Linked DNA regions of Pan troglodytes: regions 1 and 3 are each linked to region 2. The links are chromatin contacts, called in public Hi-C and HiChIP or PLAC-seq maps. All regions are on one chromosome and are shown on one strand. Each heading gives the region's core, a stretch centred on a gene start, on an enhancer-like site or on the middle of the called end of the contact. The rest is flanking DNA. Distances are from core to core; before and after follow the strand shown.

The links. A called contact is a pair of places that touch in the nucleus more often than the background predicts. HiChIP or PLAC-seq counts read pairs in DNA pulled down with a chosen protein or histone mark.
Region 1: an H3K4me3 HiChIP or PLAC-seq map of stem cell-derived excitatory neurons shows a contact between it and region 2, with 7 times the contacts expected there. The contact joins the promoter of SSBP4 here to the promoter of RAB3A in region 2. A contact is called at or near these places in 1 of 7 Hi-C or Micro-C datasets (stem cell-derived neural progenitor cells) and 1 of 1 datasets of contacts at active chromatin or transcription factors (stem cell-derived excitatory neurons).
Region 3: a Hi-C map of stem cell-derived neural progenitor cells shows a contact between it and region 2, with 2.9 times the contacts expected there. The contact joins the promoter of PGPEP1 here to the promoter of RAB3A in region 2. A contact is called at or near these places in 1 of 7 Hi-C or Micro-C datasets (stem cell-derived neural progenitor cells) and 1 of 1 datasets of contacts at active chromatin or transcription factors (stem cell-derived excitatory neurons).

What each region holds. Positions count from the first base shown.
Region 1 is chr20:21,070,133-21,074,301 of NHGRI_mPanTro3-v2.0_pri, forward strand. It overlaps SSBP4 (single stranded DNA binding protein 4), which reads left to right and starts at 1,414. Exons shown (of 17, transcript XM_024351878.3): 1 at 1,414-1,496. The coding sequence starts at 1,429.
Region 2 is chr20:20,851,655-20,855,634 of NHGRI_mPanTro3-v2.0_pri, forward strand. RAB3A (RAB3A, member RAS oncogene family) reads right to left here and starts at 2,258. Exons shown (of 5, transcript XM_512511.7): 1 at 1,878-2,258; 2 at 496-723. The coding sequence starts at 723.
Region 3 is chr20:20,991,819-20,995,520 of NHGRI_mPanTro3-v2.0_pri, forward strand. PGPEP1 (pyroglutamyl-peptidase I) reads left to right here and starts at 1,341. Exons shown (of 5, transcript XM_009435025.3): 1 at 1,341-1,492; 2 at 3,644-3,696. The coding sequence starts at 1,459.

The DNA of each region.
Region 1 (4,169 bases), core at 164-2,663, 220 kb after region 2:
ACCCCGCCGAGCCGGGGCCCGGAGGCCCGCGGGAGAGGAAGCTGGGGGAAGGGGCGGCCGGCTGGACAGGAAGTGGGAAGGGCTGGCGTCCCCCCTCCCGCGCCGAGGCCCCTCGGGGAGGAGGCGGGGCTGGGGCCGGTCCTGCCCTTCCCTTCCTCTCCGCGGGTCTGGAGCCCCGGCGGCTCCCGACTTCCCGCCGGCCAGAAGGCTTGGGGTGGGGGCGGGGGGTTCTCACGTACTGGGGGGCGGCCTCTATCGGGGAGGCATCTGGGGGGTCAGCTGGCAGCGAGAGACGTCCAGACATTCACACACAAACACACACACACACGAAACGTGAGCACAGAGCCACACACAGGTCCTAGGGAGCTGGCGGCCCACCCACGCGCGGAGACACACACGTGCACATTCGGCACACACTTGTGCACGCAACCTCACTGAGCGACTCGGCCCGACTCGGACCCACAACTGCCACCGCGCAGCCAGGGACAGTCGCCGAGACAGCGATAATTTATTGGGTGTTTGCCAGCCCCCCACGCACAAGGATGCACACGTGCACTCACACGGGAGCCGCGTGTTTGCACACACACACGCGGGCTTGCCTAGGAAAAAAGAGGAATAGCCGTGGCAAACACAGAAACATCTAGACCCAGAGTCAACCGCACCGCCTTCCCCTACCCTGCCCATCCACACACGACCCACTGGTACCCGGGCATCCCTGCCCTGCGGGGGTCCCTGCCTCAGTATCCGCCCCCACCCTCTCTGAACACCCCTGGTGGGGGGATGAAGGGCCCTAAAAGGGGAAAAGGGCACCCACTGCCTGCACCCTGACTCCCGCAGACAAAGGTGGGATGTGCCCCATTTACAGCTCACAGCACCGAGGCTGAGAAGCCCAAACAGCAGTCACCCAGCACCTAGTATTGTCACCGGGTATTACTTCGGGGTGGTGCCAGGTGGCTCCCACAGCCTGGATACTATAGGAGCTTTGTGTCTGTGTGCCTGGGTTGTGTCTGTGTTGTGTGACTTCGGGCGAGACGCTGAGTGTCCGCAGGCCCTGTGACTGTGGAGCTGGGTAGGGTGTGGTTCTCAGGAGGCCGCGATAGTGCGCCCCAGGGTGACTGTGAGTTAACTCCGTGGGCTCTGTCCACGGCTGTTGGAAGCTGTGGCACGGCCTTGCATAAGCGCGCGGCTGCGTGAGGCTGGGTGCCTGTGTGCGGTGGCCTGTGTTTAGTTGTTCCAGGACGGCCACTGTGAGCTGGGTGTGTGGCAGTGTATGTGTGTCGCTGGGCGGGCTGTATGTGCGGTGGTTCCCACCCTTGCTGAGTGTGGGTAGCTCTGCGGGGTGAGACACCCAATGTCACTGCCTGAGGCTTTATGGGGCTATCCGCAGTCGTTCCAGCAGCGGGGTACACTTTTGCTGTGTGGAGCGCTATGTTGAGTGTCGCTGCGAATGTGTGTGGCTGGGTGTACAACAATGTGGGTGGCCGGCTCCATTTGAGGTGAGTGAACGTGTGTGTGCACGCGCGCGTGTGCAGCCGCGATCAGCTGTGCGTCCCTGGGTGGCCGTCCGGGATCCTGACCCGCGAGTGTGTAGCCGCGCCCCCACCCCCCGCGGCGGGCACTGCGCGTGCGCGCTCCGCCCGCGGTCCCGGCGGCGGGACCCACCCGCGCGCCCGCCATCGCCCCTTTAAGAGCTGCGCCCGCGGGCGGCGGAGAGGCAGCGGGCGGGGGCGCGCGCGGCGGGAGGAGGGGAGCGCGCGTTTCCCGGAACAGCCCGCGCGGAGGAAAGGGAGGAAAAAAAGCCACCCTGCGGCCGGGGCCGGAGCTGGAGCCGCCGCTGCCGCCGCCGCCGCGGCCGTCTGGAGCTCCCCCGCGCGGACGATGCCTGCCGTGCCCGCCTGGGGCTCGGGGCGGTGAGGCCCGGGGCGCGGGGTAGCTATGGCGACGGCGAGCGCGGCCCGCGGCGCCGCCTGACAGGTGTGGGCCCCGGCGGCGGCGGCGTGGAGCAGCATGTACGCCAAGGGGGGCAAGGGTTCGGCCGTGCCCTCCGACAGCCAGGCCCGCGAGAAGTGAGTGCGGGGCCGGGGCCGGGGGCGGGGCTCGGCGTCCGCGCTCTTCCGTGGGCTCCGGCGCGGGCGGGCACCGCGCGGGGCACGTGGGCGCGGGCGGCGGGGAGCGCGGAGCCTGAGCGCGCTCGAGGGGTCGCGAGATTGGCGGGGGCGCGCGACCCCCGAGGGGCACGAGATTGGCGGGGGGCGCGCGAGACCCTGAGGGGTCGCCGGAGTTGAGAGGTGGCGGGCGACCCGAGGGGCGCTAGACGGGAGTGGACGGGCGAGACCGGAGCGGCTCCAGGGGTCGCGAGATTGGCGGGGGCGCGCGAAACCCGAGGGCGCGAGATTTGAGGGGGCGCGCGAGATCCCCGAGCGGGTCTCGGGGGTCGCGAGGCCTCCTCGAGACGTGGGTGCGCGAGGCTGCGGACGCATGGGGATCGAGGTCAGCGAAGTTTTCCGGGACGAACAAGAGTGTCGGCTCGGGGACCCCAGTCGCCTGGGGTAGAGCTGGAGAGCGGCTGGAGGGGCGCGCGGCCACCTGTCTGCCCTGGCCCCAGCAGCTGTGTGGGGCCCCTGGGGAAGCCGCACGGTTCACAGTCCAGGGGCGGGTGGGGACGACGGAGCCGCTCTCTTGATACCACTGAAGAGTGCATACTGAGGGCCCCTTTTGTTCTGGGCGTGGCTCCAGGCCGTGGGTACCAGGCGCTCTGAAGCTGGTAGGGGCAGGTTCCACCGTGCGGATGGAGGCAGGGTCGTGGTGGGGCTGAGGTCTCTCGGGGTGGGGAGTCAGCCGAGTGTGCTCTCCGGGTGGAAAGCATTTGAAAGGTGCTTGGAGCAGCGACCGTCCCGCAGGAAGGGCACGGGGCAGTTTGCAGTGTTGTTAAAAGTGCCCAGAGGCCGGGCGCGGTGGCTCACGCCTGTAATCCCAGCACTTTCGGAGGCCGAGGCGGTCGGATCACGAGGCCAAGAGATCGAGACAATCCTGGCCAACATGGTGAAACCCCGTCTCTACTAAAAATACAAAAATTAGCTGGGCGTGGGCGCCTGTAGTCCCAACTACTCGGGAGGCTGAGGCAGGAGAATCCCTTGAACCCGTGGCGCAGAGGTTGCAGTGAGCCGAGATCACGCCACTGCACTCCAGCCTGGCGACAGAGCCAGATTCCATCTCAAAAAAAAAAAAAACAAAAAACAAAAAAACAGTGCCCAGGAGGACGGGAGTCTTGTCATAGCTGATGGGGGACTTCCAGGATCCTTGAAGTTGAGCCACCTGGAGTGGCCCGTGGTGTGGAACTGGCCACCCAAGCAGAGAGGAGGCTGGATCAGCAGGGAGGGGTCCCATGAGGACCTGCCTTGAGGGCCAGGCCAGGAGTGAGGACTTGAATGTCTGGGTGCTGGAGAGGAGCCCTGGACGTTGGCTGAGTGTCCCCCATCCTGCCTCTTCTGCCTAGGCTGACTTGGGATGTCCCACCCCTCCACAAAGATGCCTGTCCCCTCTGCCCAGCCTCTGGGTCATTTTGGAGAAGAGGCTCTTCTGGCTGGAAGGTGGTAGGCAAATGACTGCACTGTCAGGCCTCCCTTGCCTGTGTGCAGTTAGGAAGATGAGCTCCATTTCCAAGCACCCTTAAGCCCAAAGACTTTTTGAAACTGGCCTCTGGCTCCTGCTCAGGTCGGAAGCAGGAGGTGTCTGCCATGGTCACCCCTGGACCCCTGGTCTGTCTCCTGTGTGTCTCCAGGCAGCTGCTGGCTCTGGAGGCATCCACCCACCCAGTGGGAATCGGGATCGTTCACTGATTCAGCATATCTGCCCTGGGTGTCCCTGGGTGTGGCAGTCGGGAAGGCAGGCTCCGGTCGGGATGGCAGGGTCGGTGGCCCTGAAGAAGCCCCCACCCCAGCAGGGAGGCAGGTATCCAGTTAGCAGGAGAAAGCAAAGTGGATGATAGATAGCGAAGGGTGAGGGGATGTCAGGTGGAGGGCACAGCAAGTGCAAAGGCCCTGATATGGAACCAGGAAAAGGAGCTGGGGCTGGGCCCAGGTGGAGGAAGAGGCAGCCTGCAAGAGTGCCAGATGGGCCCCAGTGGGTTGTGTGTGCAGAAGTGCGCTCTGGCTCCCAGGTGGAGTGGG
Region 2 (3,980 bases), core at 1,008-3,507:
CTTGAGCCCAGGAGTTCAAGACCAGCCTGGGCAGACATAGCCCGACCCTGTCTCTACAAAAAAGAAAAAAATCAGCAGGCGTGGTGGTAGGAGCCCGTGGTCCTAGCTACTCAGGAGGCTCAGGTGGAAGAATGGTTTGAGCCTGGGAAGTCGAGGCTGCAGAGAGCCGTGATCACGCAACTGCATTCCAGCCTAGGTGACAGAGCAAGACCACCCTGTCTCAAAAAACAAACAAAAAAAGAGAAGGGGACCAAGATCCAGCTGAAACCTCATACATGGAAGAACTTGAAGATGGGGAAACTGAGGGACCAGGATTAGGTGCTTATGGGAGAACACAGGTGCTGTTTCTGCCCCTGGTACACAGTGGGCACCTGATAAATGCCCAGTGTGTAAGTGAATGACTCCAGTCAGGAAAGAGATAGACGAGGTTGGGGCTGCTTTTCCAAGTACGGGAGTCCAGCCGAGCCGGGCGGGAGCCCTCCAGCTGGGACCCACCCAGATCTGCAGCTTGATCCTCTTGTCGTTGCGATAGATGGTCTTGACCTTGAAGTCGATGCCCACGGTGCTGACGAAGGCAGGCGTGAACGAGTCGTCAGCATAGCGGAAGAGGAAGGACGTCTTGCCCACGCTGCTGTTGCCGATGATGAGAATCTTGAACATGTAGTCGAAGTTCTGATCCGAGGACTCCTTCTGCCCATAGCGCGAGTCTGTGGCGGATGCCATCTGGGGATACCGGGTGTAGCAGAGCCGTGAGGGGGGCTCTCTCCATCCTCATGTGCCCAAGCCCAGGCAGAAGATGGCAAGGGCTCCAGAAAACGGCCGGTGTATGGAGGACACCCTTATCCCATCAGGAGCCCCAGTATTAATTGGTGGTGCCCCCAGCAGAGGGCAGCCTGTGACCTTGAAATCCTGGGCGTTTCAGAGGAGGGGCTCAGAGGGTTGCCCATGGGGACACCCCAGCAGCCCCCTTCAAGGGGCAGGTGCCCCAGGTGGGGCTGTAACCCTAAACCCAGGGCTGAGCCCGGAGGGGGTGACTGCGGCTGGCTCCGCCCCCCATCAATCTTTCATGGTCCTCAGAACCCGGCCGCGCGGCCCCACGTGCACCGCGTGCATGGTCCCTCGAGGACGCGCATCTGCAGCCCCGCTCCCCGCAAACCTCCAGGCCGGAGAGGTCCGGCCAAGGCCGCTGCATCACATGATACAGGCGGGGCATGCACACGCTCACGTGCACACAGCCTCAAACACGCTCATCCGTACATACAGGAGTGTGTGAACGCACTGAGGTGCACAGGACAAAGACACAGACACCTGTTTGCACACCGACTCGCCTATAGAAATGTGCAAACCACCCGTGCGCACAGGCCCCTCCACCCATGCAGGCGTGTGCACATCACCCACACGGACACGGATCCCCGTGCTTGTATGCACGGGCCATACCTGCACAGGCGGTCCACACGTCTTTCTCCACGCGCGTGCAACGCGCACACACTTAGGCCCAGACCCCCACGGCGTCACACGAGCATATCCAGGTACACAAGCAAGGGTGCACACAGACCCGCTGACACAGGCAGGCGCGCACACGCGTGTGCACAACACGCGCACGCGCACGCAAAAGCCTCCCGCGCGCACAGCTTCCCGCAAGGAGCTCGGCTCCCCTCCCCCTCCGCCGCAGAGCAGGGGGGTTGGGGGGGTTAGTGGTGAGGATCAGGCAGGAGTGGGGCGCCCGGGCCCTACCCATTCCCAGCCTCGCGACCGCCGCATCCTTCCCCCCATTCAACCCTAGTCAACCTCGTCCCCCACCTCCATCAGCCCATCAGTCAAATGAAGGTTATGCAGGTGCTCGGAGCCTGAGCACACCCGGCCGCCCAGGAGCTCACCTTGCCCTGCACCGATGCAACGGCGACCCTAGCGGCGGTGACTTTTTTGGCGGTGGCGGTGACAGGACCCCGGTGCGTTGATGTGGGGCTGCGCGGCGGCGGCGGCAGCAGCGGCTCAGGCCCCTGCAGTCCTCCGTGACGTCCTGCAAAGGGAGGGGCGGAGCCTCACATGTAGATAAGTCCGTGACGCCATCCGGAGGCGGAGCCGCGCGTAGAGATGTGGCCCATTGACGCACGCAGAGCCAGATGGGGCAGGGCTCCTGAGCAGATTGACGTGAAAATGGGGCGGGGCCTAGCGTGTGCATCCAGTAGGGGCGGGAGCGGAGCGGGGACCGACTCCGCCTCTCGTCCGCCTCCTGCCCGCCTCGGGGAGGCGGGGCCCCTCAGCGTTCTCTCACTGGCTTAAGCCCCCGAGCGACGGGCGAAGTAGCCAATCAGCGATTGTCTACGCCCTCCTCTTGTCCAATGGTGGCATCTGGGAGATTGAAGGGCCGAGAGGCTGAGGCCTCGGCTGAGCCCCGGTCTTCCAGGGGCGGTTCCCTTACCCGCCCGCACCCACCCCAGGTAGGGGACTCTTGAGGCCACCGTCTACTCCAAGGTGCTGTGACCCCTGTTAAATGCCCCTGACTCCCAATTGCAGAAAAGAAAAATCGAGGCCCAAGAGATGTTTTATACCCTCACATATATGGGGTTCAAAATAAATACAAAAGAATAAACAGGGGTCAAGAGGGACCCCTGTCCCATTCCCGAGGCGTAAGACCCCCCCCACTGAGGGAGGGGCTACTAAAGACTCCACCCCTCCCCCGTTTCTGAGGTTTGAAAAGAAAGAAGAAGTAGAGGTCAAGAGAGCCTCCCCTCCCCACCATTCCCAGAAAAGGAGGAAGGGGCTGATGGACTCTCTGGGAACCCCCTCCCCTCCCTGCGCCCCGTCATCAAGAGGAAAATTCGAAGAAAAGGTTTAGCAGGGACAGAGAAGCGACCTGTCCCGGAAACCCCTTAAAGCCTGCGGTAAATGCCCCGGGAAACAGGGAGGGCACGAGCCGAAGCCTCCAGCTCTTCAAAGCTCGGATTCAAAGACCCGGGGGCTGGGAGACCCCCTCCCTCCATCCTGGGAAAGCAAAACTCAGAGAATGGAGCCTTTTGGGAGCTAAGATGGTCCATCTTTTATTCCTCCAAATCTTTAGGGAAGGAAGTCAGAATTTGGGGAGGGGGGAGGAGCCCGAAACCCCAGCCCCCACTTTGGGTCTCCTGCTCCCCCTACTCCAGCTTTCAAACCCTCCAGGGGTGTGTGGCCCCCAGGAGAGTCCTGATCCCCTAGATTCTCCCCCCACCCCTCCCAGTAGGCGGGGCTGGAGCGTGTGTGTGTGGCGGGGGGTGACTCGTCCTGTTTATAAAAAGCTCGCCAGCTGCGGAGGCGCCGAGAGACCAGAATAACTTAGCGCCTCGAGGCCCAGCCGCCGCCAACCCCGTCCCCAGCCCGCCCCCAGTGCCCTGGGAGTACTGGGACGCCCACCCCCACGTCCCCGCACCGTTTACATTTGGGAAATTTATTTTTTCTTTTTAGGGTAACATGTTTGCTCCCTCCTCCCCCACTCGGACTATAAAAGTATCACCAATCCACTGCAGAGAAATTGGGAAAATTCAGAAAAACAAAAAATAAAAAGAAATCCACCTCCCATTCTCCCTGCCCTCCGCGCCCACGCGGTAGTCCGTGCTCTGTGGGGGGCTCCAGGGAAGCTGGTCCAGGCCCTGGCCTGCCGCCCCCTTGGAGGGGAGGTTTCTCGGTTGCTCAGCTCCCTGATCGCCCAAAGGCACGCTTCCTACATGGGTGGCTCTCTCGGAAATACCTCCTGCCTTTTTTCCCCAGGAAGAGAAAAGTGAGCCACGAGAATGTGCGGAAGCTTCCGTCACTGACTTAGTATTTTAAAGTAAAAATAGCCGGGTGCGGAGGCTTACGCCTGTAATCCCACCACTTTGGGAGACCAAGGCGGGAGGATCGCTTGAGCCCAGGAATTGGAAACCAGCCTGAGTAACATAGGGAGGCCCCATCTCTACAAAAAATTTAAAAATTAGCTGGATGTGGTGTCGCGTGCTTGTGGACCC
Region 3 (3,702 bases), core at 91-2,590, 140 kb after region 2:
ACCCGGGAGGCAGAGGTTGCAGTGAGCCAAGATCACACCACTGCACTCCAGCCTGGGTGACAAGAGTGAAACTACGTCTCAAATAAATAAATACATATATAATTTCTGCTTAAGAATACCTGGGGGACTAAATAATCTGTACAACAAACCCCATGACACGAGTTTATCTATATAACAAACCTGCACATGTACCCCAAAACTTAAAAGCTAAAAAAAATTAAAAATGATTTCTGGCCAGGTGTGCTGGTTTACACCTGTAATCCCAGCACTTTGGGGAGGCCAAGGTGTGCGGATTGCTTGAGCTCGGGAGTTCGAGACCAGCCTGTGCAACACTATGAAACCCCCATCTCTACAAAAATACAAAAATTAGCTGGGTGTGGTGCCACACACCTGTAGTCCCAGCTACTCAGGAGGCTGAGATGTGAGGATCAGTTGAGCCCTGGAGGTCAAAGTTACAGAGCTATGATTTTGCCACTGCACTCCAGCCTGGGTAACAGAGTGAGACCCTGTCTCCAAAAAAAAAAGAGAGAAAAAGGAAATTATTTCTGAGCTTTATTGCTATGAAGAGGATGGAACCAGGGAATGAGATGGAACCACTGGGGGGTAGCAGTGAGGTCATTTCAGCCAAGGAGGGCCAGAAGGAACCCTCAGAGGAGGTAATAGGATAGCAGGGAGGTGATAGCCAGAGAAGGCCCCAAGGAGAAAGTGACAGTTCACCCCTCGGAGGAGGTGACAGCCAGGACAGGAGGAGGGCCCCTGGGAGGAGGCGACATTGGAACACTGGAGCTGAGGCCTGAAGGAGGCCAGCTTCGCAGGTACCTGCGGGGTGTGTTCCGGCAGAGGGAACAGCAGGTACAATCGCCCTCCCCCATTAGCCTCCTAGGACCATGGGGGCCTGCAGAGAAACTTCTGGCACCACACAAATGTGGTTGCCGTGTTTTTCCTTTTTTACTCTGTCCTCCCCCACCCCCGCCAACTTCCTGGCCTGAATGCTGCTCCTGTGACCCCTTGAGGCGAGTGACCTCGGGGAAGTGGCATTCTGTGCCTCAGTTTCCTTATCTGGAAAACGGGCCTTGCTCGTGGGGACTTCCCTCCCTAATTCTGGGCAGTATGCATGCATAGGGCAGGCCCTCGATGAACCCTTGCAGAATAAAGGACCGGCTCATCCCCAGCACCTGGCTCAGTGCGTGCAAGCGGCTACACACTATGGCATAAGATGTTCCCATTTTGCAGACGGGGAAACGGAGGCTGGGGAATACCGGGCCTAGCCGACGGGGGCGGGGCGCAGGGCGCGCACGCTGCGTCTCGGGCCCGGGGGCGCGCACGCCGAGCGGCCGACCGGGGGCGTGGCCGGGGGCGTGACAGGGGCGTGGCCTCGCGCGGCCGAGAGGCTGCAGCGGCAGCAGCTGTCGCGCCAGTCGCAACAGAAGCAGGTCCGAGGCACAGCCCGATCCCGCCATGGAGCAGCCGAGGAAGGCGGTGGTAGTGACGGGTACGCTGGCTGATGGGGGCTGTAGCGGCAGCGGCCGGGGGCAGAGGCGGGGGCGGCTCCGGGACTGCGGGGCCGAGAGGGGCAGGTGCTGGAAGTCCTCTCAGATTTGGAAGGTGTCATCACCCGCGGGAGCCCCGCGCAGCCCAGGCTTCCTGGAAAGTGGAGGAGGAGGAGCCTTGGGGGTCCCAGGGTCGGGAGTCAGGGCAGTCAGGCGCGGGGCTTGGGGGGCCGGGCAAAAGCCCGGCGCTGCGCAGGCCCCCCTGGCGTCCTTTCCTCCCAAGGTGGGGATGGTGACCCTCCTGGCACCTGCCTCCTCTGTCTGGCCTGCGGGCTGGACTGGACCCTTCCTCCCTGCCCCTTCCGAGGTCCAGCCTGTCCCCACACCGCTCCCCCAACCCCTGGCCCCAGGGGACAAAGGCCGATTTGCGGGCAGGAAGTGTCCCAGTGACAAATGAACCTCCCAGTCACTGTTCGCCGCGCCCTGCGCTCCTGGGGGGCTACTCTCCCAACGCAGGGGCAGGTGGGGGTCCGGGGACCTCGGGCTCTCCCAGCTGTCCCAGGGACTGTCTTCAGCGGAAACCTTTTTGTGTTTTGTGCCAGGGCTGTTTGTTGGTGAGTCAGGGCCCCTGCTGTCACCGACTCCCCCCCACCCCCAAACCAACTGTTTCTCCTCCCTGAGACTCCGCCTCGGGGCCACGTGGGGCGCCAACTTCCGCTGGGGCCTCAGAGTCAAGGAGTGGGGGGGGTCATTTTGACCTGCTGTCTGGAGGGGTCAGAGTGGGAAATCCAGCAAAGGTGCACACAGGTGTTTTGTGGCTGTTGAAGGGAGGTTGAGGCTGATCCAGGAGATTCAGGGAAGAAGGAAGAAACAAGGCACCTGCTTAACAGGTGTGTATAATTGGGAGGAGGGTCACTGCCCCCACCCCTTCCAGCCTTCCTTTATCTGGTTATTTATTCCAGCACTTTTTGCATGAGCTGATTACATCTTTACTGTCTCCATTTTGCAGAAAGGGAAACTGAGGCTCACAGAGGTCATCCAGTTTGTAAGGGGCTGAGCTGAGACTCAAACTTTGGCTGTACAGAAGGATAGAGTTAGGAGGTCCCCTCCTGAGCCACAGCCCCTACCTGCTATCCCAGGCTACAGCATCTCTGCATAGCATTCATATCCTGTGGGATCACTGGCCCAGATGGACCGTATTTTTTTTTTTTTTTTTTTTGAGACGGAGTTTTGCTCTTGTTGCCCAAGCTGGAGCACAACGGCGCGATCTCGGCTCACTGCAACCTTCGCCTCCTGGGTTCAAGCGATTCTCCTGCCTCAGCCTCCTGAGTAGCTGGAATTACGGGCACGCATCACTCCATCTGGTTAATTTTTTGTATTTTTAGTAGAAACGGGGTTTCACCATGTTGGCCAGGCTGGTCTCAAACTTCTGACCTCAGGTGATCCGCCCGCCTTGGCCTCCCAAAGTGCTGGGATTACAGGCATGAGCCACTGCACCCAACCCCAGATCTGGATTTGAATCCCAGCTTTTTCACCTTCTTGCTGTGTGGCCTTGGGCAGCTAGCTTCACCTCTCTGTGCCTCAGTCCCTGCTCCTGGAAACTGGGCCCAGGAAACACCCTTGCCTGAAAGGGGATGTGGCCAGGCTTAATGCCAGGAAGATCACTTAGCACAGCCTTGGGCGACTGTCGTGTTTTGGAAAGGGGGCCTGGAGTTTGAGCTAGCAGGGAGGAGGGTGACAAGGTGAAATCTAGACAGCCTGGAGGGCTCATTCCTCATTTGGTGCCAATTCAGGGCATTTTGGGACAGTGACACAATAATTGTAGGTTGAGTCAAGGGGACCAGAGGAAGTGAAGACAGGATCAGGACCTTTTCGGAGGCAGAAGAGACCTCTGGCCCCTGGCTGAGCATGAGGGGCAGGTGGAGGTGAAGACAGGAAGGGACTCATTGACTTCAGAGCGGACAGGTGCAGGACGGCGGCTCTGACGGGCCTCCAGGTGCTCCCAGAACTCAGGACCAGGCCCCCAATGTTGTCCCTGGCAGCTGCGCCCTGAAGCTCCTTTCTTGCTTCTCCAGGTGGGAGTAGTGGCCAGGCCAGGGGCAGACTGGGAAGGGCCACTCTTGGGTAATATATTGCTTTTCCTGTTTTTTCAGGATTTGGCCCTTTTGGGGAACACACCGTGAACGCCAGTTGGATTGCAGTTCAGGTAACT